6 separate regions of the Mus musculus genome follow, and regions 2, 3, 4, 5 and 6 are each linked to region 1. A link is a contact called in public HiCAR-type, HiChIP or PLAC-seq and promoter capture Hi-C data. All regions are on one chromosome and are shown on one strand. Each heading gives the region's core, a stretch centred on a gene start, on an enhancer-like site or on the middle of the called end of the contact. The rest is flanking DNA. Distances are from core to core; before and after follow the strand shown. Region 1 holds the start of Adam22 (a disintegrin and metallopeptidase domain 22). Region 2 holds the start of Elapor2 (endosome-lysosome associated apoptosis and autophagy regulator family member 2). Region 3 holds the start of Dmtf1 (cyclin D binding myb-like transcription factor 1). Region 4 holds the start of Tmem243 (transmembrane protein 243, mitochondrial). Region 5 holds the start of Crot (carnitine O-octanoyltransferase). Region 6 holds the start of Abcb4 (ATP-binding cassette, sub-family B (MDR/TAP), member 4).

What was found. Promoter capture Hi-C pulls out the DNA fragments that hold promoters and counts their contacts. HiCAR-type assays count read pairs that join an accessible place to other places. HiChIP or PLAC-seq counts read pairs in DNA pulled down with a chosen protein or histone mark.
Region 2: an H3K27ac HiChIP or PLAC-seq map of microglia shows a contact between it and region 1, with 6 times the contacts expected there. The contact joins the promoter of Elapor2 here to the promoter of Adam22 in region 1. A contact is called at or near these places in 1 of 39 promoter capture datasets (liver) and 3 of 115 datasets of contacts at active chromatin or transcription factors (astrocytes, embryonic forebrain and microglia).
Region 3: an H3K27ac HiChIP or PLAC-seq map of epiblast stem cells shows a contact between it and region 1, with 9 times the contacts expected there. The contact joins the promoter of Dmtf1 here to the promoter of Adam22 in region 1. A contact is called at or near these places in 2 of 115 datasets of contacts at active chromatin or transcription factors (astrocytes and epiblast stem cells) and 3 of 9 other capture datasets (adipose tissue, liver and macrophages).
Region 4: a contact with region 1 is called in a HiCAR-type map of astrocytes, with 2.8 times the contacts expected there. The contact joins the promoter of Tmem243 here to the promoter of Adam22 in region 1. A contact is called at or near these places in 4 of 39 promoter capture datasets (cranial neural crest, embryonic stem cells and hematopoietic stem and progenitor cells), 1 of 115 datasets of contacts at active chromatin or transcription factors (astrocytes) and 1 of 9 other capture datasets (macrophages).
Region 5: a promoter capture Hi-C map of embryonic stem cells shows a contact between it and region 1, with 2.4 times the contacts expected there. The contact joins the promoter of Crot here to the promoter of Adam22 in region 1. A contact is called at or near these places in 1 of 39 promoter capture datasets (embryonic stem cells) and 1 of 115 datasets of contacts at active chromatin or transcription factors (bone marrow-derived macrophages).
Region 6: a contact with region 1 is called in a promoter capture Hi-C map of neural stem cells. The contact joins the promoter of Abcb4 here to the promoter of Adam22 in region 1. A contact is called at or near these places in 3 of 39 promoter capture datasets (cranial neural crest, hippocampal neurons and neural stem cells) and 1 of 9 other capture datasets (adipose tissue).

The regions. Positions count from the first base shown.
Region 1 is chr5:8,366,435-8,370,703 of GRCm38.p6, forward strand. Adam22 (a disintegrin and metallopeptidase domain 22) reads right to left here and starts at 1,726. Exons shown (of 31, transcript NM_001310440.1): 1 at 1,442-1,726; 2 at 767-927. The coding sequence starts at 1,520.
Region 2 is chr5:9,264,052-9,268,320 of GRCm38.p6, forward strand. It overlaps Elapor2 (endosome-lysosome associated apoptosis and autophagy regulator family member 2), which reads left to right and starts at 2,067. Exons shown (of 22, transcript NM_172706.4): 1 at 2,067-2,405. The coding sequence starts at 2,220.
Region 3 is chr5:9,160,020-9,164,288 of GRCm38.p6, forward strand. Dmtf1 (cyclin D binding myb-like transcription factor 1) reads right to left here and starts at 1,757. Exons shown (of 18, transcript NM_011806.3): 1 at 1,595-1,757. Gm46901 (predicted gene, 46901) reads right to left here and starts at 891. Exons shown (of 1, transcript NR_166570.1): 1 at 1-891.
Region 4 is chr5:9,098,791-9,103,059 of GRCm38.p6, forward strand. Tmem243 (transmembrane protein 243, mitochondrial) reads left to right here and starts at 1,947. Exons shown (of 5, transcript NM_001081029.1): 1 at 1,947-2,069; 2 at 2,427-2,605. The coding sequence starts at 2,528.
Region 5 is chr5:8,994,648-8,998,916 of GRCm38.p6, forward strand. Crot (carnitine O-octanoyltransferase) reads right to left here and starts at 2,499. Exons shown (of 18, transcript NM_023733.3): 1 at 2,457-2,499; 2 at 1,805-1,900.
Region 6 is chr5:8,891,686-8,895,954 of GRCm38.p6, forward strand. It overlaps Abcb4 (ATP-binding cassette, sub-family B (MDR/TAP), member 4), which reads left to right and starts at 2,036. Exons shown (of 28, transcript NM_008830.2): 1 at 2,036-2,222; 2 at 2,403-2,479. The coding sequence starts at 2,409.

The sequences.
Region 1 (4,269 bases), core at 476-2,975:
GTAAAGTTTTCAATTATCAACTACATGAACTTCAGATGCACTTGTAGATGAGCGACTTGTCAGGTTGATCTATACAAACATAAAAACATTTACAGTCCCAAAAATATTTGCTAGAGTTAGCAGTACTCATTCGTATCTATAGATGTTTGGTATTGATTAAAATGCAAGTACTGAAATAAATTAGCTTTCAGAGCAATATAAGTGCTCACTAAAATGATCGCACCCAAGGAGGACCCGTTTTCGGGCCTTAGGTTAGGACTGAATGGGCATGTCTCTGGTGTTCACAAATCTGAGTGACCAGGGGATTTTGAGATGTTGTTTATTTTAGTTTGGTTTCTTAGAGCAGCCTAGTTTTCTTCTCCTCTCTTCTTTCTACAATAATCATCCTGGTTTATAATGTTTTCTCTCAGAGTTAAAACAACAAAGATGGTGATGCATATCCTGCCTAAATAGACTCCTCCTACCCCGTGCAGTTTTCACTTGACTAAGGAGATAGGGTCTGTGCCTCTTGTCCCTAGCTCAGGTTACAGGGCTACTAGGAGCATCCAATGCCACCCCTACCCCCTAGCACGTCTGCAAAACATTGGCCTACCCTTCTTTTGGTTCCTTTTTTCCTCCTTTTTGCACTTACACCAAGAGTATCATGCAGGAATCAAATTAGGACTGTGCTCTTTTCACCCGGTACACCGCATTTCCAGGGCAACCCTAAGCAAACGCGGGGTCCCTGGGCAGTGTGGAGGACCATCTCCCGAACCCCGCCACTCACCTGCGGTCCGCCAGGGTCGCCCCGCACCCGCGTGTCGAGCTGGTTGTGCTGAGTTTCATCCTCGCCGCCCAAGCGATAGATGAGGCGCAGTGGTATGATGCTCTGGCGCTCCAGGAAGCGGTTTTCTTTCCCCCTCTCCAGTCCTTTCAGTGAGGCGACTCCTTGCAGGCAGGCAGGCAGGCAGGCAGGAAGGAGGGAAGGAGGGAAGGAGGGAAGGAGGGAAGGAGGGAAGGAGGGAGTAGAGAGAAACAGCAAAAAATAATGACCCTGACCCACAGTCCTCCATCCTGCACTCCTCATCACCTTATTCCCCGCCTCCTCCCTCCTGGACCTAACTGGGAAGGACGCAGAGACACCAGCTGGAAAGCCCTGGAACCAGCTCTTTCGAGAGCATCTCTGGGCCCAGAAACAGGGCACCCCTTTCCCGTTTTCCTGAAGGAGACTCTTCTTTTGCAGGAGGAAAGAGAAAAAAAAAAAAAAAAAAAGCATTTGACCCCAGATTGCTGATGCATCCTCGGGTCCCCCACACATGTGTGCTTACACCCCTTCCTCGCCGACCTTCAAAAAATAAAAATAAAAAATAAACGACGGCGCACTGTGGAAATGCGGGTGCGGCTTTTAGAGGGTCCTCCAGGCTCCAAAGAGTCCTGGAAACCCCGGCAAATGCGAACTTACCTGCCCGACCGCAGCGCGCCAGGGGGCAGGTCCCCAAGACGCAGAGCAGCCAGAAGGACGCGGCCGCCGCTGCCTGCATGGTGGCGGCGCTCAGCTGCTCTTGCCCGGGCCTGGGGCTCGGCCTCCCAACCGCCCCTTCCCAGCTCGAGCCGCTACCGCAGCCTCCGTGGCCTCAGTGCTGCATTGTGCCTGGCGAGCGCTTCGGTGGCGGGGGCAGCGAGCGAGCGCCGCTTCGGGCGCCAGCCTGTAGCTAAGTGGCTTCTAGCGCCTCCCACCTCATCCCCAGGCGGAGGCCCGGGCTGGTGGCCAGCACAGCGGGGGGAAAGAGCCGGGTGCGCAGGGCCCTGGTGGTGCACTTGCCCCACGCGCCGCACCCGGCCGCGCGCACCAGAGTAGCTGGGAAATGTAGTTCCCTCCCCGCACAGCTAGCTGGTCTCTAAGGCGACGCTACCATAGCCACCCAAAACCCAAGAAGTAGACTGCACACCAAAGGAGGAGAGGTGATGGAGGTCACCTGCACAGTGGCCGCACCCCGAATTCGCCCCCAAGTTCTGCGAAGAGCCACAGGGTTGCTCACGAGCTACTACTATTTCTTGTGTTTCCAAGAGACCATGCCTTGAGTGCAGGACAAGTCAATTTTGCCACAGATCTGGACTGAGGGCCTACTGTGTGCTGGGCGTGAGTCACACATTGTGAGGTGCAATTAAGAAAAGCCTTTTTGGTAAGAATTTTCCCAAGGCGGTTTTCAATGCTTTTATTCCTATGAAGTATTTTGCTGACAGGTGTGTCTGTGCACCTGCCATGTGTATGCAGTGTCTATGGTTGGAGGCCCAAAGAGAATGTTGGGTCCCTAGGACTGGGGTTACAGAAGGTTTTGTGGGTTCTGGGAATCCAACTCATTTTCTCTGGAGGAACACTTAGTGTTTTAAACCTCTGAGACATCTCTGTCCATTCTCCACGCCTTTTTTTGAATTGACATTTGATTTCATTTTAATTTTGATACCTAAGGGAGAGTGGTTAACCCAACTCCAGGAGAATCAGATGTCTCCCAGAGGTCTAGGAAGACTTGTGAAGAGTGAGTCAGCCGGATACTCTGTGATATGTTTGCTTCCTCCTATATCTGTCAGCTTCAAACCTGCACCAGTAATAGATAAGGAAAACGACTTTGTCAGGCCGCTTTCCCTACCTAGGGAGTGGCACTATTCAAAAGTGTAGCCTTGTTGGAATAGGTGTACCGCTGTGGGTGTAGGCTTTAACCCCCTCCTCCTAGCTGCCTGGAAGCCAGTCTTCTCCTAGTAGCCTTCAGATGAAGTCATAGAACTCTCAGCTCCTTCAGCTCCTCCTGCCATATGCCTGCCTCCACACTGCCATGCTCCCATCTTGATAATGGACTGAACCTCTGAACCTGTAAGCCAACTCCAAGCAAATATTGTCCTTATAAGAGTTGCCTTGGTCATGGTGTCTGTTCACAGCAATAAAGCCCTAAATAAGACACTGCCCCTCTCAAATGTTAGAGGCTCACCAGGATGAAATAATAATAACACACATATTAACATAATTAGAACTTGAGCTTTATAGATTTTGAAATCTATATATTGGCATTTGATCCCCAGAATAAAAGAGAGAGAGAGAAAGAGAGAGAGAGAGAGAGAGAATTAAGAATTAGATCAAGTAGGCTTTATCACAAAGATGCAGAAATGACTCAACATATGTAAATCAATAAATGTAATCCAACATATAAAAAACTGAAAGACAAAAAACACGTGATCATCTCATCAGTTGCAGAAAAATCCAACACCCCTTCATCGTAAAACCTGTGAACAGATTTGGGATGCAGGGGACATACTTAATCAATAAAGACAACTTAGAGCAAAACCATTGGCAGCATCAACTTAAATTAAGAGAAACTCAAAGCAATTCCACTAAAAGGAACAAGATAAGATTGTCTACTCTCTCCATTCCTATCCAATATAGAACTTGAAGTCTTAGCAAGAACAATAGACAACTAGTGGAAATAAAACTGGAAGTGAAGAAGCCAAAGTATCTTTATTTGCAGATTATAACAGACCTCAGACTGTAGTAGGTCCTCAGACCATAGCATAACTGACTCCATGATGGAAGTACCCTTCAGGCTGTAAAACTCAGGAGGTAGACACCACCACCACCCGCCCAAATGAAAACAAAGACCTAATCCATCAAACCCATAGTTCTGAGGAAGGCTCTAAATGTACTAACCTTGCTTTTCAGCTTCTGTGGGTTCTGCTTCTGGCTCACTGCTCTTATTAATTGAAGTATGTCAACTGAGACCTTTTTGTGTGCTTGAAAAATCACCCTGAGAAAGTCCCAGGGCTACATTGGGATCACGAACACCCAGTATAGTCTCCGACTGAATAATAAAGATTTTCTATTGATTTAAACCTGTGACTGAGCAGTCTTGTCTACTGAATATCCCACAAGAGGGGTGATATGATAGTATACATAAATGACTGAAAATTCCAACCAGGGAACCCTGACTGCTGATAACACTTTCAGCAAAGTATCCGGATACAAAAGTAATTCCCCAAAATCAGTAGCCTTCTTATATACAAATGTCAAGTGGGATGAGCGAGAAACCAGGGAATATCTTTCACAATTGAAAATATCTTCAGTTAATTCTAACTAAGCAAGTGAAAGAATGACTTCTATGATAAGATTGTTAAGTCACTGAAGAAAAAAATTGAGAAGATATCAGAAGTTGGAAAGATCTCCCATGATCATAGGTCAATAGCATTAATATAGTAAAAATGGCCATCCTACCCAAAGCGTTATACAAATTTAATGCAAAGTTT
Region 2 (4,269 bases), core at 817-3,316, 900 kb after region 1:
GAATTAAAAATGACCAGAAAGACAGAAAGAACATGAAGTTGGGTGGGTAGTGAGGTGGGGAGGATCTGGAAGGAGTTAGGGAAGGGAAAAATATCAATATATAGTGTATGAAAAAATTAAATAAAAATTTAAAAAGCTAAAGGCGTACTCATACTTTGATAACTCTAATTAAGTTTATTCTTTGGCAATTTCAAATATGTTTATAATGTGCTGTGGTGCCTCCCACTTTTCCCTCCCTTATCTTCCTCCCATTCCTGTTTTCCCGGACAGGTCCCTTTCTACACTCAATGCTTGCTTTTTTGTTCTGTCTTGTCACCACCTGAGCATAACCAGGGACATCTGTGTGAATGTGGGTTGGTAGCTCACACATTCACCTGGTGGGCTCACTTCTGGGGACACAAGTGAACGCAATAACTGTCCCTCCTCCAGAATTCATCAGTAGTCAATAGTTCATGAAGGAGAGCTACAGTCCCCTGGGACCCATGATTTCCTGTTAACAGCCCAGTGCACTGGGCGTGGCTGATGTGAATTCAGGACTGTGAAGGCTATGTGGTACTTAGAGATAGCCTGAGGCAGCCCTCCTCTTTATCTTCCTTCTGGCTCTTATATTTGTTTGGTCTCCTCTTCCATCATGTTCCCTGACTGAGTAAAAATATTTTAGTATGCTGTCAAATTGTTTTCAAGAATATCCGTGTTCCGGAGTGCATAATCCACACGCACATTTTCTAGAATTGTTCTCATTCCGAGGTTCATATAGAAACACTTTTATAATATTTCATTCCGCTTACATAAAATTTATGTTTCAAACATTCGCTACTTGAATTCATACTTACTAACATTTTTGTGCTTAGAGGATTTAAATTTTTTGGTCATTTAATATTGCAATCTGGTTTACTTGCAAGAAGAAAAATCTATGTAGAACGTATGCCTGTAGCTGTGGTGCTGTTGATGTAGTTCTGTGACTGTTGTGTGTTACTGAAGTTCACCTCTGATGTACCCTGCACAAAAGAAAAGCAATGTATACTTAGTAACTCTAAGCTGTTTAATCCTTTAAGAGGAAATTATTAATTGAGAGTTACAAAGAATGCTATTTAGGCAAATCTGTACTTTAATCTACTTATGTTGAATAAAATGGGCTTTGTTTTAATAAAGAAAGTGTTTTTAATTCATAGACATATGGTTAATTGTTGACAAAGATAATATAAATTTGGCTCACATAAATTCTTGGTGGATTAAAGAATAAAAAAACAAACAAAGGAAATAAAAACCGAAGCGATAACAGAGCCACCTACCTGTTTGGCTACTCCTAAACTGTAAGTGGAAGAAAACCGAAAGGAAATGTATATATATTTGAGTGAACGTAGCTGCTGCAGACATATTCAGGTCCATTTATATTTAGTGTGTCAGTTGGGTCAGAGGATCCTTGAGCTCCTCCCATTGACATATCACCCTTCACTGCCTAGTGTGTGCGTGTGGGTCACATAAAATAGACCACCACTGCAGCTTTTGTACAGGATAAATGCTTTCCCAGAAGCAAAAAGGTTTGTTCGCCAAAAGCTACACATCTGTATGAAATAATACCTAAATCAGCAGGAAGTAGGTTTGGTACCACCACTTTTTTCCCATCTACTGTGAGGCAGGCACCCTTCCAAGAGCTTTGTGCACATCAACTTAATTAACCCGCATGGCGACCTCACGTGGTGGCTACTGTTATCATTTTCATTAAATAGATGAGATAACCGAGCTCAATACTACAAACCTCAGGCCTCTTTCCTCTCTGCCATTTCAGCAAACCCTAATCTTGTAGAAATTCATTCTGAGGCGTGGATCCTTATAAGAGATATCCCTAGGGTGTCGACAGGGGTCTAGAGAGGAGCGACACTCCGGAGTCTCTGGTCTCTCTGAATCCCTCAATCTTGTCACAAGGCTCCTGCGCGGTTGGCAGCGCCACCGCTCCACGCGTGCTGGGCTGGGCCTCAGCCGCAGCCCGCGCCACCTGCTCCCGGCTCCCGCGTCCCCGCCCCACGTCCCGCCCCCGCGCCGCGCCCGCGTCCCACGGTCCCTCCCTCTGGCGTGACGGGAGCTCGGGCGCCGGCTGCCCGCGCTGCGAGCGGCCGAGCTGTAAGCGTGCAGATCAGCCCAGTTGAGCTGAGCCCAGAGGAGGCAAGAGCACGGTCCTCGCTTCCCAGACTCCTCGCCGGAGTCCATTCAGTGCCGGGATGCTGCTGCTCACCCTGCGGCGGGCGAAAGGCAGGGATCGGGGGCGACCGGCCGGGGGTCCCCGCCGCGCGCTCTCGCTGCCCTGGAGCCCCGCCTGGATTTGCTGCTGGGCGCTCGCAGGCTGCCAGGCAGTTTGGGCTGGAGACTCGTCCTCCTCTGGCCGCCCGCTTCCTGCGTGCCAAGAGGTGAGCAGCACCGGGTCCCCACTTGGAGTTTGAGGCGGGGTGTGGGGTGGGGCGATCTCGGGGACCTGGGCTCAGAGTGACCATCACCTTTTTCGGGTTTGGAGGACAGGGGCGTTCGTTTTGCCCAGGGATGAAGTTGCTCGCCCCTGCTAGCTGGCTAGGAGCGGGTGTAGAGGCTTTCTGTCTTTCTGGTGGTGTATTTCTCTCCGTGCTGGTGTTTGGGGGTTTCTGAAGGACTTTGCTGCGCCCCCTTTGGAGAGCCAGGTCTCAGGACCTGGGTTTGAGAAAGAAATTTCAGGAAGGGGAGGAGACTGGGGAAGCCCTGCCCCATAGGATTTAGAAAACTAAGGCTTTATAGCTTTTGAGAGACCTAGATACTCACCCTCCCTCTCCTGATTTCTCTGCTCCCCAGTCTCCACAAATGCTTTCATCCAATTCTCAAGCTCTCAGCTTTCAAATACAGAACAGTGTGGTCTCTTGACATTCTGGCAAGACATGGATGTGAAGAAGGCAGAGAAGAAAGTACTTAGGAAAGAGGCGGGTTGGTGATGTAGAAAATTAGAATGGGCAAAGCAAATATGTTCCTTTGGGGAGGTTCTTCACCTGGTTGAAGTCCTGTAGCTGAGTACTTTACAGTTTAAGATCACTGCTGCTTTATAGCCAAGAAGGGTACATTCTGGGTGATTAGATCTTTCTCCTGCTTTTGGGAAAAACGAGACTTACTGTGCCAACAATTTCTAGAGGGTGTCACTGGAAGTTGCTTTGTGTGTTTACCTTTGCCTTTCATGCTCCAGAAAGTGCCTTCTTTTAATGAAAATCAATGAGGGGAAGGAAGTAACATTTCTGACCTACTTTGAGTGATTCTGTTGGAGAAGAGGTGAGGCACACACGCTGTTTTAAGGAAGATTGCTAGGAATCAGGGTGACAGGTTCTTTATAGGTATCCAGCAAAAATAGGTTAGCCATTAGCTTCTTTTGAGAAGAACGGCAAGATTCTGTTTCTGTGCTTGCTGGAACCACTTCGGAATGAGAGTATCCTCCTTTTAGACACCATCCATCATCCCTGGGTTTTCATCTTCTTCTCTTACAATACATGCCCCAGGGCAGCCCACAATGATGGAAAGTCAGATGGCAAGCTTGGGTGTGAATATGCAGCTGTACTGTAGCTAGTGAATCGGGGCAAAGTCTTGGCAAACAAACAGCTGTGCATAATTTCAGCTTGTGCTAGTATTGGTTCGATATGTATCCTGCCACTTGTCACCTGGGAATAAACCAGTGTATGGGGTTCTATAGAATTCAACTTTTTGGACATCCACAACTGTTGTGGCAAGATAAGCTTTATTGTCCAGTTGCCCAGACACAGTTTATAGCACACGTTTCTTTAACGAAGTGAAGTTCCAAGTTCCTTGCAACACTAATTCTTAGTAGTGAAGAATTGAAGACTATTTTTGAAGTAGAAAGGTCAAGGCCACTAGAAGAGATGCATATATATATATATATATACATATACGTATATATATGTATATATATTTATACATACATATATATATACATATATACATATATATATATATATATATATATATATATATTCATTCTCTTAACCCAAGCTGGGTTCAAACTCCTTATGTAGCTGGTGATGGGTAATGAGTTTCTTATCCTCCTGCCTCCATACCCCAGTTGCTAGGATTACAGATAGAGGTCACCACATCCAGTTTATATAGTGGTGTGGATGAAACCTAGGGCCCCTTTTATTCTAAGCAAGCACTCTACCAACTGAGCTACATCCCTATTTCTAGACTATAATCATACAGAACTGAGGCATGGGGGTGACAGAATGTACAAGAAGGCGATGCTCATCCCAA
Region 3 (4,269 bases), core at 507-3,006, 790 kb after region 1:
CCCAAACTGCTAAACATACAGATATGACAAGAAAATGGTAACAATACCAGGTGTCTCCCTCAACTGAAAGAGTCAGTGGACCAGGCAGGTTTCTAGATCATCCCCCTGAACAACAGTTTGGGTAAGACTATCATAATCTAAAGTAATGAAGAAACGTTAGCTTACTTGATGGTACTCAAAAGCACCAGGGAAAGACAGTAGTGGGATAAAAGCATAAAATAATAAATAATATTCTTCATATAGATAGGAGTGTTTTTTCACGTCTGTGGAGAATATCATTAGTCTCTCACTGACCTGGTACACTCAACATAACAATCTTTGAAATGGATTTTAAGTTTGTCTAAGTTTAACCAAATATACAAAATTGTATCACTATTCTACCACAGTAAAAAGCTAGTAATATTTTGTTATTATAGTTGTTTTAAATGTTATAGTAAATTACTCGAATTATTAAGGTAAATTTAAGACTGGCCTAAAGAAATTTGCAGTACCAGAAATAGAAAATCTATAAGGAAAATAGCCTTTGATGTTTGTAAAACTTTCAATATAATCAAAGGTCTTTTCTTTCTTAATTTACAGCCTAAAAGCCACAAAAGTTATTTACAACACGAAAATATAGCTCTAATTAATAAAAGTCAGTACATCTAGCTTAAGACATAACACATCACAAACAGTACTGAAATGCATTTTTCTTTGGAGGTTGTCCCAAAGGAAGTCTAGCTGTCAGAAAGAGGTACAAGGGCTGACAAAAGCAATCACGGGCTATCACTCTTTCTTTAGCTACACCGAAGTCTTTAACTATAAAAACATATGCTGTATCACTGAACAGCACAGGATGGCACTGGACCACTTCTTTCGGAGTAAAACTCGTTAAGGTTGCGGGGAGATTCTCAAAAAAAAAAAAAAAAAAAAAAAAAAAAGTTCTTGCTAGAGGGCCAAAGAGGGTTTTGAAACGCTAAAGGTCTGCTCCGCACGATCCTGACAATTACTAGTTGGCTGGGCCAGGACTCTCCCCGCACCCCAGGCCACGTCCCGCGCGGTCTCTAAAGAGAAAGTCCGACTGGCAACCATGACTTCCTTCGCTGAGTCCAACCGGCGAGGGGCTCACGGGCCAAACGAGCCGAGGAGAAATGGTGGGCTTGGGACGACCCCCGCCCCCACTGCCCTGCCCACCCCACCCACGCAGCCGAGGGGGCTCAGTGCACCCCAGCCAAGCCAGGCTGGCAGCTCCGCCGCCCAGCACGCACACGCCCGCGGGGCCCCCGGCGCCGTCCTCCGCGACTCGGGCCCACCCCCAGGGGTCCCGGCGCCATTTAGTTCCTCCAGCCCGCCGCCATTTTCCGCCCCCACCGGCTCGCCGCTGCGCCCCAGGGATCGCTCGGGAGTTCCAGCCGCCAGCGGCCGCTTGAGCCGGCGACGGAGACCGCGGGCGCGGCGTGCGGGGCCTGCCGCGGCGGCTAAGCGAAGCCCGGACTCCGACCCCGCCCGCGGCACCCAGCCGGCGACAGCCAAGGCCCGCGAAGGGGCCGGCTCGGCCGCACTGGGCGGAGCGGCTGCGGCGGAGGCCCGGACCTGAAGGTTCCATCGCACTTACTTCCTGTTTTGGGTCCGGGCACTTTGGAAGAACCAGGATGGAGGCTCCAAAAAATACCAGGATGGAGGAAGCAGCCGCGGGAGAGAGTGGCTGCAGCTGGGGTGAGCGAGCGCAACCAGCCACCGGAAACGGAGCCGCGAGGCCGCGCCCCGCCCCCGCCCTCCCAGCACCCCCCCTGCGGCCCGCCTCTCCTGGGGGGCGGGCCCGCGCGCCACCCCCGACGTCACTTCCGTCTGCGTCGGCAAGCTGATGGGTTGCTGCGGAATCGAGCGCCATTCTCAGCGAGCGATAGGGTCGGACGGTCGCCGTCGAGCTGTGGCGGGTGATAGACGTAAAGGAGGGTCTTTCCCTTGGCAGGCGTCTGCACCATCTGTCTTTTAGTTTCCGCAATCTCCGAAGCGAAGAGGGAGCGGTGTGTCTCTATAATTCTTGTGAAAGGTGACCTCCGTGAGTGTGACCTCGCTTTTAGGAGACTACAGTTCTTTATGCATTTAAAGTTCAGTGCTGGTAGCTATGCCGAGTGCAGCTCTATTTTCTGGATTCTTAGAGATGAACAAAATAGAAGCCCTGTTCCCATGCCAATCTTTAAGAATCAGGTTCATACATGAATAGATGCATTTTGACCATATTTACTCCTTCCTATCCACTCCAACTCCTCCCCGTGTTTTCCCTGACATGCCCCCGACTCAAATTCATGTCCTATTGTAGGGGTGTATTTCTGGGTACACACATGTAGCCCAGATGTACTTCAGTGTAGGGCTGCGCCCCGCTTGGACGTGGGAAAACAATCTGATCTCTTCAGGAAGGAAGTTGACTCTTCCTCAGCAGTCTTGACTGCTTGTAGCTCCCTAGCCAGAGATGGAACCTTGTTCGCCATCCATGCTGGAATGTGGAGTGGAGTGGTGGTATGCATGGGACCACAGCTGCTGAGTGGTGGGTGTTAAAACAGAAGTCTTCCCATTCCCCTGACTCTTTCAAGTTTTCTGCCCCCCATCTTCAGCAACGCTCCTATACCTTTGGTGTAAGGATTGCATTATAAAAACCCACTTAGGGATAGGCATTCTACAGTCACTTAACTGCACACTGGTCAGATGTGGTTTTCTGCCATAAACACTGCTACAAAAAGTGCAGACTCTATGATGAGAACATCAAAAAAGTTGCCTTTTGCCCCATGCTGGGCACAATTGTTCGAACCTATTAATTTCAGCAGAGAAGAGGTTGAGGCAGAAAGAAGACTGGATTTTGAGGCAGTGTTGGCTACATAGAACACATCTCAACCAAACCAAACCAACCCAAAAGTTCTAAGATACACAATTCTGAGCATTGGGGTTCCTATTGGTGTTGCTTTTATGATTCAGCAGATACACGTTATACTTTGCTTTCCTTTCACTACTAGTGATACACAAAGTCCCATTCCTAATCAAGAAGCTGTTTGCAAATGGTAGATCTGGGGAAAGGGAAAATCATTTTTTCCCCCCAGGGGAGTGAAATTAGATGTATCAGGCATACTCTTAAATCAAGCAAGGTTCATAGGAGTTGATGGCCAATGCAATTTGGAATCACAAGTTTTTTACAGCAGCTTTATTCACATTTGCCAAAACATGCAACCAACCAAGAGGCTAACCAGGAGGTGAATGAATAAACAAGCAGGCACATCTATTCAACAGAACTTTATTTGGCACTAAAGTAGTGAAGAATTAAAATATATGTTACGTAGTAAAGAAAAATCATCCAAAAATTGATGTATGCTAAGACTATGCCATTCTGATTGTCTTATTTTTCTACTGTTATGAAGAGACACCATGGTGAAGGCATTTTACAGAAGAAAGTTTTAATTGGGGCTTGCTTACAGTTTTAAATGATGAGTTTATAATCATCACGGACGGAGGGGAGCATGGCTGCAGGCAGGTAGGAATGGGGCTTGAACAGTCCTTGAGAGCTTACATTCTTAATTGCCGAGCCATTTGGGTATGTGTAGGCTTCTGAAAGCTCAAAGTCTGCACCCAGTGGCATGCCATTTCCAACAAGGCCACACCTAATCCTTCCCAAAGAATTTCACCAACCAGAGACCAGACATTCAAACATGTTAGCCTGCAGGGGCCATTCTCATTCAATCTGCCAGTGGTGATATTCTGTAAAGGGCATTGCTATGGAGACAGTAAAATTAGTGCATCCAGGGGTGGAGAAAATGAATAATGTGCGGGGGTTCCTATAGCATCAAGGGCTCTGTGTGCTGCTGAAATAGCATGCCTTTATAGTTGCAGCAAAACCCACAGGTCTGATAGATAAAATAGAATGAACTCTAACATAAACTATATCTTCTGTATTAATGGTGTGTCAGTATAGGTTCATTCGTTATAACAAATGCCCACTCTTGATTGTGTGTGTGTGTGTGGGAAGCCGTGAGGTATGTAGGAATTTTCTCTACTTCCTGCTTAATTTTGTGAATGTTAAAAAAAGTCTTTGTTAAAAAATGCTAAGAAAGGGCTAAATAACCCTGAACTTGAATAATGTAAGTCAACATTCTCTGTGTTCCTGTGTGTTGTTCATATGTGTTAAACTCATGTAATCAAATACTTAATTGAAGGTTCTACAAGTGAGTAACATTTTACTCAGGAACCAAATGCAGTTGTAGAGTGTGTCCAGGTCACACAAGCAAGGGGTACACTCAAAAT
Region 4 (4,269 bases), core at 697-3,196, 730 kb after region 1:
TTTTAATTCCGGGAAGAAGGCTGACAGACTTTAGTAAAAACAAAAATTTTAGTTTAAAAATACGTTGTTTGGGAGCCTGGAAAGATGACTCAGCATTTAAGAGCGCTCACTACTCTTGTAGCGGACCTAATTTTGGATCCCAGCACCGATGGTTGGGTGGCTTTCAGCTGCTTGTAACTCCATATTGAAGGAAATTCACACCCTTCTGGCCTCCTTGGCTGGAAGCACATATGTGGAAGCACATGCATGCACATGCACACACACAGTTAATAAAATCTTTTGAAATATGTCATCTAACTCTAACTGGCATTAGAGATGTTTGTGAACCACATGCAGATGCTAGGAAACAAACCTAGGCCCTCAGCAAAAGCAATAAGCATGCTTAGCTGATGAGCAGTCCCTGAAAGTTTTAGTAGTTTTTGGTGAACCAAAGTAATATTTTCCCGAGGAGCCAGTGAGGTTTCTGGTTTGAAAACAATTATGTACAAGTAGAACCAGGAGAGAGTTACTCTGTTCAGTCGACAGAACGATTTCTGCCCGGCCTGTGACCTAAATATGAATATTCTAAATGCTTCCTCCCCACCCAGTCACCACAGCAGCAGAGCACAGAGGTGAATATAATTTCCAAATATGTATGTTACCTATTTTACTATAAAACGTTGCCTATATGTTCTCTTGTTTCTCAAATAACTATACTTTAAAAAATATACTTGTATTTAAAGTCTTTATTTTTTCCCAGAATAATATTTCCAGAACTTTAACCTTTCAGAATTTTAGACTTTATGGATTTTGATTTGACTGTATATCAAATTTGGTATTATGGCATCTTTTGGGGTTGTTGACCAAGGCCCATAATTACTGTGTTATTTTGGTGGATAGTTGCTTAGCACACAGCAGATTCTCAAAGTATTGTTAGTTTTTATTTTATTATTTTGAGACAGGGTCTTGCTACTTAGTCTAGACTGTCCCTAATATTCAAAGGATTACAGCCTAGAGCCTCAAAAATATTTTTTGTTGAATGAAACTGAATATAAGTAAGTGAATTAATTTGTAGGACCTTTTAATATGAATCTTTAAATAGAACTTTTAATAGAAGTGGGTGCTGGATTATGTAGTATTGCTGTTGTTAAGGTAAAGTCGCGAGTAAACAGCTAATTTGTAAAACACGTGTAATGATTGGGCAATGGGGATATGTATAATACTTACGTGTACTCAGGGCTGGAAGTTCGTTGTGGTTGTTATTCCATCCCTTGTTCTAAACTGTTGCGTGGCACTGGAACCCATGTCTAGATTCTAAGCGTTCGTGGAGGTATCGCTTCAGCTTAGAGTCTCCTGCACACTAACACTTTCCGAACTTTCTTGAATCTAGCTAGGTATTAGTGTCAGCCCAATCCTATTAGTGTAGTTGTTTGGTTTTTAGCTTTTAGGAAGAACTTCAAATGTAGAGCGACGGTACTTGTGCAGCTTGTCCATTCCATTCAGCTCTCTAAGCCCCAAGACTCCAAAAAGGCCCAAGATGCGAAGCTCTGGCCTGTGGCAGCACCCCCACTGGACCAGGCAACGAAATACCTAACTGTTTATGTAAACTAGGACCTCTTATTCTGTGTGTAATACAGAATAAAACACGCATACACGATTGCCTCCGATACTGTAAAGTGTCCACATCCAAATCCTGGAGTGGTCGAAGCAGGTTGTCGGGTTTTAAGACGCCAAATTCGAGTCGGTCTTCAGAACCCTGCTTTAGCCACTACGTGCACCGCGCAGCCGCCAATTGCCAAGAGGCGGAGAAACGCTTGGCAGCGGGGACCCGCGCCTCGGTGGGACGACCCGCACCTCTGTAAATAAAGCTCTGCAGCCCAGGCGGCGCCTCTGCCCGTGGGATTGGCTGCCTGAGTCGTGACGCGATCTGGGCGGGCCCGACCGGTTTGCGACAGTGGCCGCAGGTCCCGGACCGGAGAGCCCGGGGGGACTCGCCGCACGGCGCCGGCGTCCGGCCGGCGTGTGGGGGCCACGGCTCGGGGTCGCGGCCGCTGCCTGGATCCGCCGCGCGCGCGGCGCGGGACGCCGAGGTCTGGCTTGCGGGCGCAGCCGGGGCTGCGGGGAGCACGGGGGACGGGACGCGAGCGGGCGGATGCGGAGCTCTCAGCCGAGCTAGGGTGGTGTGCGGGGCCGCCCGGCCCGCAACTTCACTCCCGCCGCCCCGCCGCGCGGGGGACTCGCGCCAGGCAAACTTTCTCCCGGTGGAGCCCCGGCCGAGATTGGGGGCGGCGGGCGCGGGCGGGGCGGCGGCCAAGCGCTGTTTGTTTCCTTTCACTTCCCGCGGCGGCCGCTGGAGATGAGGACGGCGGGGCTGGGGCGGAGCGGCCAGGGGCCCCCGGGAGTGACAGTCGCCCCGTCGGGATTTCCCGCCCTCCCCACCCCCCCAGGGCCCGGGCCATGCGTGCGCCGTGAGGGGCGGGCGTCCGGACTTCGCGAGCTGATGCGGACTCGCTTTTGAGCGTCCGGGGACGAGCGAAGCAGCCCTAAAATGGAGGACTTTGCTACCAGGACCTACGGGACCAGCGGCCTGGATAACAGACCTCTGTTCGGGGAGACGTCTGCCAAGGTGAGTGCGGGAGTGGGCCCCGGGCCAGAGTGCGAGAATCCCGCCTCCCTCCACCCCGCTGGCTCCTTGCAGCCTGCCTGGAGGGTACTTGGAAGTGGGAAGAACTGTTCTTGCCGTCCCGCCCCTCTCTTGGGATGTTTGCCCTGCACTCTGCACCAAGAGCAGTTTGGAGTGGAGAAAAGTTCAGAAAGTTCTGGGCAGTTTGTGGGAAGCCCTTACGGAGAGTGCGGAAACCCCACCGTGGAGGGAAAGTCCTGCGAAGGTTGCATAAGCGCACTTTCCAGCTCCACACTTCAGGTGTGCGTCCAGGGCTTTAGTGGTTTCAGGAGTGCATCGAGAGCCCAGGGTTGCTTCTGATGATTGCTTACCTAGAGTTCTTAAGAGGATGAGGATGTGAAGCAGCTCCATGAAGGTGGATGTTGGCCACAATCCCAGGAGGTGATCAAACAAAGGGTCCCAGCTCTCAAATAGGCAGAGGCACTAACCGTTTTCTAGAAGCTTGACTAGATAGAGCCTCTGGCCTGCAGTCAACAAAAGTCTTTCTCTGTACTTAGCGTTAACTTTCTGAAACTTGCTCCCCACCCCCAGCCCCCTTGCCTTGGGGACAATCAAGAAACTCTGTATTCAGCATAAAACTTTCTCAGAAGTCAGGGCAAGATTAACCTGTAGCTCTCTTACCCTCCCCCCCCCCCCACTTGTAAATGACGTTGGTGACTGTAGACCCCCTGACCCCTGATAGGAGCAGTCAGCCTTTGAAAGTTGCTGTGGTTACTGTAGAGCTGGGTTTCTTACCTTGTGGGAAGAGCCTGTACCACACACAGGGAACTTCTCCACCTGGCAGTCATGGGGAATCCTAAACTTGGAAGCTGCCAGTCTACCATGAAGATTACTTATTATTAAATTCCATATAGAATTTGATTTGTCTTGGGGTGCTTTACTAAGACATTTCAAGATGGATGTCTGGCTTCTTGTAACTTCGCCTAATCTCAGCTCGCCATGCTTGGGAGCTCAAGTTCACTAATGCTCCTTCCGTTATTTGCAGACGTTACTGAGCGCTCATGTGTGTCTATTTGGTGTTAAAGGAAAGCAGTCAGGAACGGGAGATCTGTGCATATCTGTGCATAAAGTGGAGATTCTGGTGACTGTGGCCTGTGTCACAGCACGGAGGGCATCATGCATTTTGGGTACAAAGATGAAACTGGTCTCATTCATATGAAACATTTGTCCAGCTGTCCACAAATCAGGCTCACTGTCTCTTGCGCATAGCTTTCTGAGTGCTGATTGAGAGTCTGGGTGATTCAGACTTTTAACTTCATAGGCTCTGTAATACAGCAGCACTGGGCTTCCCAGTGGACTTGTCTGATGCAGACACTGAAGCTGGCTGGGCTGACTGAGATAGCTCACTGTGTTAGTTTCAGCGCTTGGGAGGCTGGGGTAGGAGGGTCACTTGATCACAAGGTTCAAGATGAACCTGAGGTACATAGTGCAATCTTGACCCCAAATCAAAACCAGGAGCCTTAAAAGCAAAATAACAACCCCCCACCTCCCTGACAAATGTGTAGCTATTGAGAAATAATTGATGTTATTGGCTGGCCAGATGCCTACTGCTTGAAAGTTTCCTACCATCCGTCATCCATTTGAAACCCATCCAAGGACATCAGTAT
Region 5 (4,269 bases), core at 1,249-3,748, 630 kb after region 1:
ATATCTTTTTCTCCCATTATTAACCAAATCTAAAATTTTTGCTGTATATATTACTCTTTATCTCCGTCTCAGTGCTGACCCAGCTGGCTGCCAACCAGAACAAGCACCTTGGACCCATTTACAGAAGCCATATTGCCAGAATCACCTTTCTGGTCCTACTTCTAGATGTGAAAGGAAAGGGAAGGAGAGGACAAGGCGCAGTGCTGGGTATGGTGGCATGTACCTAGCTGCAGTAGCAAGAGGACGCTTCAGCCCAGGGTAGTATAGTGAGACTAGATGATAACAACAGAGCCCTCTTGCTTTCTTAATACCATGTCTTGTTGGCTTTGTTACAGCGAGGAGGTTCTACTGTTCCAGTAACATAACCAGACAGTGCATAGGACCTCAAAGCTCCACCCCTTCCGTTTTACTGCTTACATCCCATTTGAATATTGATAAACCACTTTGGATCTAACAGAATATTTAGGATCTCGGTCTTAAATATAGACTCAGCCATGTTCTAACCATTTGCTCCTAGGCAAATGACTAGAAAAAACAGGACCGTTTATTTGGTAGTGGGCTGCCATAGCACACACGGGGAAGTCAAAGGACAGCTCCCAGGAGTTCATTCTCTTTTCTACCATGTGGGTCCTGGGGATCACACTTGGGTCATCAGGTTTGCCTGCAGGTGTCAATATCCAATGAGCCATCTCACTGAGCCTCAAAATTTGTCTTTTTTTTGGGGGGGGGGGTTAGAATATTACTATATACCCCAGGCAGGCTTGGAACTAACTTTTGTCAGACAGGCTTGCCTGAATTCACATGGGTCAGCCTGCCTCTGACTCCCTAGTGCTGGGAATATATGCCACCAACACCCACCCAGCTCTAGGCAAGTAACTTTAATTGAATCTCTTTATCTTGGCATGTATAACCATATAATTAGTCATCAGACTTTTTAATGCCATAAAAACAACTCATCCTGAAACAACTATATTATGGACTATAATGGGCAGAATTGTTATGATGACCTAACTCCTACCTACTCTTTTTAGTCCCCAGAACTTGTCATTATGATAGAACATCATTACTCCTATGGTTGCAACTGGGTTTCACCTACAAAAAAAAAAAAAAAAAAAAAAAGGCTTAAAATAGAGAGGACCTAACCTAATCATTTGAGTGCTTGAGCAGAGATACTGCCACACCTCTGTGTCTACATCTATGTCTTTAATGATCTGTGTCTACATCCATGTCCTTAACGAACTCAGAGACAAACAGGACTTGCAGGAAATGGGATTAATCCTAATGCAAGTGAACAGGGGTTAGACTCTGCCAACTCGAATGAACCTGAAAAGGGAGTCTCCCCCTAAAACTTCAGAAAGTAACTCATAACAGAAACCCTGGTCTCTCCTTTTGTGCGTCCATGCAGGGTAAGCAGCTAAGCTTGCTCGGACTTCAGATCTTCAGAAACTCAAAGTCTGTGTTCCTTTAACCGCTAAACATGTCACTGTCTGCTGTAACAGCAATAGGAAACTAATGCAAGCATGCCGGGCAAGCTGATCTCATTACACTTCCTTGTCATTTAACAGATCCCACAAAGAAGACCAGAGTACTAATTTTATGCCTGCTGCAGTGCTTAGCCCCTGCAAGGTTAAGCCGACTACAGATTCTTTAAGAGTTGTCTTAAGTTTTCAACCATATAAAACTAGTTAAACGATTCCAATAAAATTAAGAAAACGATGACAGTGGACTTTCTGAAAGCAAGGTGATGTGAACGCGAGAGAGGTGGGAAAATAGAACCAGGAAGTAAACAAATAGGGTCACATACCAGTAAACCACGAAGAAGTGCTCAGGACCTCCAGGAGCCTGCTTGAACAATTCGGAAAGGAAACCACAGGGAACCCGAACTGGCCAAGCCTGGTGACTGTGGAAAGGAAGAAATACACTCAAGTAAAGATCAGGAAAGGAGAAGAGGATAGTGACAGAAGCTGGAAATACAGAGAACGGACATCTGCTAGACATGAGATTTATATCACTACAGAGCTAGCTATGTTCCAAGCAGCCTATCAGATGGACCCAAGGGGCACAGGGAACCTTCCGGTGCCCGCGGGGAGGTTGCAGCAGAAGCAGAAAGCAATAAAGTTCAGAAACTCCTCCCACCAAAACAAGGGCAGCTTCTCACCGAGGATAAGGACAAGGGGAGAAAAACCAAGAAACATGCACACGCAAAACCAACCAATCGATCAAGCACTCTAGCACTCTAGCACTCTAGCGAGGCCGGTGCAACTGAGAGAGGACACCCCAAACCAGAAGGGCAAGATGCTCGGGGGGGGGGGGGGGCACCACGCCCGCGCCAGACGGGGCGCCTGGGCGCACAGCCCGACTGCACTCAGCTCGGCTTCCTGCTACTGCAATACCCTTCGACCCCCTCGCCATGTGGGAGGGGAAGGAGAGCGAGCAGCCGGCCCCAGAATCCTCACCTCCCGCGCCCCTCTTGTCCCTCTGCGTCGGCCTGCAGGCTCTGGGCTGTCCTGAGGCCGGACCAGAACGGAAAACCGCGAGGGTCCCGCCCTGTGCGCGTCGGGGAACGGGATTGGACGGGAAGCCGCGAGGGTCCCACCCCGCGCTGGAAGGGGTGGGCTGTCGAGGCTTGCTGGTCCCGCCCCCGCCGGGTTCTCGGGCTCTGGTGGCGTCCTAGGCTGCAGACCCCGGGAACGCAGCAGAAAGTCAGATAAGCGCCCTGCAGTCCCCGCTACAGCAGCTTCCTTCCGGATGCTGCGGGAGATTGGCCTCCGTCCAGAGATCTACCCACTCTCGGGCACAGCCCTGTGGCTGCGTAAGGAGGCCCACGGCTCAGCCTGCTTTTCGCCGAACTCTTAGGGGCTTGGCGCTGTGTTCTTTCTTCCCAGTCGCTCCCCCTTCTTTGTGCCAGCCTCCTTTGCATGGCCCAGGCAAGCATTTATACTACTTTAGATATAAATTTAAGAATTTATACTGAGACATTTTATTTTGTCTACCCTGTGTGCTGGCAAGAGAATAGCAGGCGAATGGATCCGGTTTGGCCTCGTCGCCTCTTTGAGACTTAAGATTTGGCCAACTCCCAGCCATCTAGGGCAAGCCCTTGCAGTCTCTAGCGATGGTCAAGCTTCAAGCTTTGGCCTTGCCTGAATATTTTTATCATCCAAGAAGTTGCGTTTTTAAAAAGCTAGCACGTCCTAGAGGAAGACTATGAGGTATTTTTAGTTTCACAGGTCAATGCCCTTTTTTTCATTTACCTCCTGAAATAAATTGATACAATTTTAAACTTATATACACTTTTTATTTGTACTTCTGTTTTGTTTTCGTGGAAGGAAAAATATTTTACCTGCTCCTGCATAGTTAAGTTATTCAACAGTTTAATGACTTCATTTCAAATTAGTATATTAAAAGCTGCTGTCTTTCCGAAATCCTTTTGAGTTTCCCGCAGAATTACTAATATGTTTCATGACTGCACAGCGTTGCTGGAGGTATTACATAATCAAGCTGGATAATCTCTCTAAGCTTGTCAAAGTGACTGTGTTAAAGAACTTTTCCCCCTCATAGTATGTAAGTGTTCCGTTCCGGATATTATATTATGCTTCGAAAATAGAATTCTTAGACTGACTGGATTTCTCAGAAACCTTCATTGTCTTTTTTTTTTTTTTTTTTTTTTTTTTTTAGTAAAAAAAATTTTGGCACCTCTTTAGAAGTTTACGCATATTGAATGTTTGCTGGTGGCAAAGAATTTAGGGTCACTCACCTTCACTGTTTTTGTGAGTTTGGTAATCTCACCAAACCAGGCCTTTATGCAGGGTCTTTAACACTGAGCTACATTCAAGCCCTGCTGCAAGTTTCTCTTCTTCCTGGTTTTGTTAAGCAGAAACGGTGTCTCCATGAAGATCTTGGCTTCTCATAAAAAGAAAACAACCTCGGGACTGAAAAAAATCAGTAGAACCTGGAGAATGTGAGAAAAATGACCATCTCTGTAAAACTGTAATTAAGCAGAGTCCTGAAAATGTTTTCTACCAAATGTATAATAGATATTTTAATGTCAAATTTAAAATCGGTAGCACTCAGATTAAATTTGAACAAGCTTGTATTTCTTAGCTCAGGATAGACAGATCTTGATGGCTGAGGAAGATATTGCAAGCTTTTGGAGTATGTCTTATAGCAACAACTTGTCCCAAGTCTTAAAATTGACTATTAAAGTTATATAAAAAATCATTCGGGCTGGAGAGATGGCTCAGCAGGTAAGAGCACCAACTGCTCTTCCAG
Region 6 (4,269 bases), core at 786-3,285, 530 kb after region 1:
ACCTTGTGGGTTGGATCAGACAGTCAGAAAAAGTAACCCACTTCACTCCTTCCAGGTTTTTGTTCATTTATGTTTAATTCAGACTCTTCTCATTCCTTCATGAGTCTTGATTCCACTCCCTCAGGCTGTCTTATATTAGAGATTGGCAGGCATATGTCATCCCTTAGACACTACTGAATTCTGTAATGTCCCCCAGTTACCTAAAACTCCCCTCTTGAACTTAGCAATTCTAACTGCTTTCACCTCCGTAGTTGCTTTAGCCTCGGGATACCATACAATAATAATCTGAACACCTGGTAAACTGGTGAAGGAAAGGCCTTCTGTTCCATCAAGACAACTTCTTGTGGTTGGGGTAGACTGGAAATTGAGCCCAAATATGTAACTACATTCATGTCTATCTCATAGTTGCAATCAGCTCCCCCTATGTGAAGAGCCAGATGGAGATGCCCAGGACACTCAGCTGGATGTATCTGCACGCTCTTCCCTACTCTCCCGCCCATCTCTTCTAAGCTTTTAACCATGACAGTAGTTGTCATTTAGTAAGTGTGGAGGACACTTTATACTCATTGTTTCCAACCTTACTAGATCCCCTATTTTAATGGATGTTGAGACTGAATTGAGATTTAAATAACCCATCCAAAGCCAGAGCACCGGTAAACGGCAGAGCAGAGCTGCCTTCAGGGTCTGTGTGACAACTCTTCTACTCTTCATACTTTAAGGTTGTCTGGAAAGCAGTTAGACAGCTATTGTGCAAATGCCACACAGAACAAGGCTCAGCCGCAAATTCAGCCACTGGACTAGGAGAAAAGCAAGCCACATATTATACAGGTGCTATGTTTTAAAAGCAACACTAAGTACTTTCACAGTAACCTAATAAGGAAGACAGACTCTTAAGAAACTGAAGCCCAGAGAAATAAGCAGTGCCCACAGCCACACACTGACCTGTGAAGCTCTTAAGTATGAAACTTGCTTGCTTGAAGCTCAGAAGGTGTCGCTTTATTATCTGATTTAGCGCCTTCGTTTTGGGAAGAGTGGAGAAATCGATGAGAACTCACAAGGAAGCCATATTCACATAGGCCCTAAGAGTAAGACGATTTGGCATGGAGGGATTAGAGTAGGAAATCAGAACAGCCACAGTCAATAGGCTTTGCATCGGTGCCAGTCTGAAAGATGCAGCGTTGGGAATGGAGATGTTACTTAGCTTCTCTGAACACCGATGTCTTCACTTTTGTGAAAACCAAACCAAAAGTACGTGCTTTTTTCTCTCATTTTATTTATTTTCTGCACGTGGTTTGATGTATAGGAGTGCACATGTTCCATGATGCATGTATGAAAATCAGAGAACAATTTGAGAGACCATTGTCTCCTTCCACTATGTCTGTAGCAGAGATCAAATTCAAATTGTGAAGCTTGGAAGCTAGCTGCCTTGTCTGGTCTCAGTGGGAGAGGATTCACCTATTCCTGCAGAGACTTGACAAGACAGGGTAAGGGGGATTGGGGAAGAGACTGTGTGAGGCGGGTACCGAGAGAGGGGGCAGAGATCAGGATGTAAAATGAATAATATTTTTTAAGTGTGTGCTTTTAATAGGGGAATCCTTTTCAGCCCCCAAGTTCTGTGTCTCTATGTGCCCTCCCCCGTGTGGGACACCAGCGATATTCCTCATCTCCAAGGAGTTTAAGCTGACGATTCTGGGCTGGACCTGCTTAATCTTCAGCATCTGGGGTGTTAGTTGCAATTTGGTGCCATATAGACTCGAGCCGAGGATGCATAAGTGGCGACCTCGCTACTTAACTTCCTATTGGGATCTCAGAGCGCCTGGTTGTTGAACTGGTGGAAATTACTTCCCCAGTGTGTTCTAAAAGAAAACTCAGCATGGGGGAGGTGTGGCAGTCACTTTTAGGGGCCCGTAGCCTGCCAGAGGAGGCATCGAGCAGGCTTATCGGCTGCAGCTGGTGCTGCGTTGCGGGCTGCTGGCAGCTCGCCCGGGTGGGCGGCCGCGGAGACGCGCGCCCCTGGCGGCGAGGGCGACACGCTGGTGGCGCTGGGGCCTGCAGAGCCTGCGGGGCTTGCGGGAGCTCTCCTGCGGGCCCGGGCCCTCGCCCCCGCCGCAGCGGGAGGCGTCGCCGGCGCCGGGTGCGTGTGGGAGGCGGGGACGAGCCGCGGCGAGCAAAGTCCAGGTCTGCGCGCCACCCGCTGCGGCCAACACGCGCGTGAAGTTCAGGTGAGGGAGGACGCGGCGGGAGAAAGGGACCGAGGGAAGGCAGTTGCGGTGGGACCTGCCGGGGAGCGGCTGCCACCAGTGCCCCCGGCTCTGCGCCGGCTCTGCGCGGAGCCTGGAGGTCCCCCTCTCCAGGCAGCTGAGCCGGGTGCACTTGGACCTGAGGCTGTGGTTTCTCCCCAGGCTGAGATGGATCTTGAGGCAGCGAGAAACGGAACAGCACGGCGCCTGGACGGCGACTTTGAACTAGGCAGCATCAGGTATACAGGACCGCAGAGTCACTGGCTTTTCCGTTATAGCGGAGTCCTGAAAAGAAGTTGTGAGAACCGGTTGATGCCTCCGGCCTTTGGGATGAAGTCTTTAAGTGTTCTTGAGGACTGTCTCCCAGGCTCCTTTTGGAACAGGTTCAGAGAGAAGAGGCTGTCTTCAAAAGCGCCCCCCTCCCCTGGACACGGGTGATTTGATGAATATTGGCGTTGTGTAACATTCACTGTATTTTTATAAAGTAAACGTTTCACTCTTTTTAGCCATCATCTGGCTACTCGAGTTGGTAGAACTTCAGACACCTGCTATTGATGGCTGTACTTCTGAACAAGGGTAGCGAAGCAAGGCCCCCCTCTTCCTGTGTTTCTCTTCTTTGCCTCGTCTTCCCCTTCTCCCATCTGTAGACTGTTTGCCCTATTTCTCCTCTCTAGGGGGTGACATGGAGAACAACCTCATTCTTCACTAACTTCTGCTTCGAAATCAGTTTTTTTCCCCCAGTTGCAAGAGGGTGAACCTCGACGCTTCCCCTGCCAGTGGGTCTGTCTTTCTCCCTGACTCTCGTTCTCCCCCAGCCACAGTGAAGCACACATACGGCTTTCTGTCAGGCAGAAGGGCCTAGGCAAGTGTGTGCGTGTTTCCTCTTTCGCTGTGGGGACAGTGAATCATTTTTACCCTCAGCTTCAAATAGTTTATGAGGCTATTACAGTCTCTGAGTTCATGCTAGGCCACCCGGAACAAACTGACATGTGTCATGAAGTTGTCTTCTAGAGGGAGAAAATTTATCAGCTTCTGTAGTTGGTTCTCAAGCTGCAAGGGGCCTGATTAGCCAACTGACAAATATGCCTATCTGAATCTTAAACTGAAGCATTGCTTCTGTTAATTGCTTTGGACCGTGGCATCGCCCTACTCATTCTTAGAATCGTGACATTTATTCACAGAAAATTTAGGTTTGTCCATATCGAGTCATAAAAAAGCAAAAACAAAAACAAACAAACAAACAAACAAACCCCAAATGTATGGATGGTGTTACTTCTAATAGAAAAATGTGGTTTTGTCATCTGGCAATTTAGGCTGGGGATGACTGTGACTCTATTAATAGATGGCATTTTCACGAAGACGGCTATTTATGTATTATACTGGCTGAGCACACTGACTAGTATTAGAAGGAGCAGTCCCTGGAAAAGGTGTAGTAACACTCAGGGCCCAGGAAGCTCTCAGAAGAAGCTCACAGCATGTGGTTAGGAAGAAGGAAACACCTCAAAACCGAAATACACAAAGTTAGAACTAGCTTGATATTGTAAGATTACAAAATGAAATATGGGACTAATTTTTATATAATAATACCAAGGGCGGTACCTTCAAGGAAAGCTAAGCCCACTTCTGTTAGGCACAACAAACTGAGGAGGGCTAATATACCTGTTCTAGATATGCTGCATAGCCTGTGGCACATTCTCTTGTATATATTCAGTGGCAAATGTCCATCTGTTGAAAGGTACCAAGTGTGAAGAAAATTAATGAAGACTGAGAAAATTAGGAGAACATAGCAGAAGTGTCTATCCATTTTAAGGAGGGTGGTTAGGGTAGGTCTTATTTTTAAGTCAATTACTGAGAAAGGGGAAATAAGCAGAAAGAACCATGGGTATTTGGGGAGCATTTTCTGGCAGCAACAATTTAGAGCTAAATGATCCTGAGGTCCGGACTGTATTTGTTGCATTCACAAAGTAGCAGAGAAACCAGGTCTGCCTATCTGAGCAGCTGGGAGCGGGGGATGGTGTCATGATGGTAC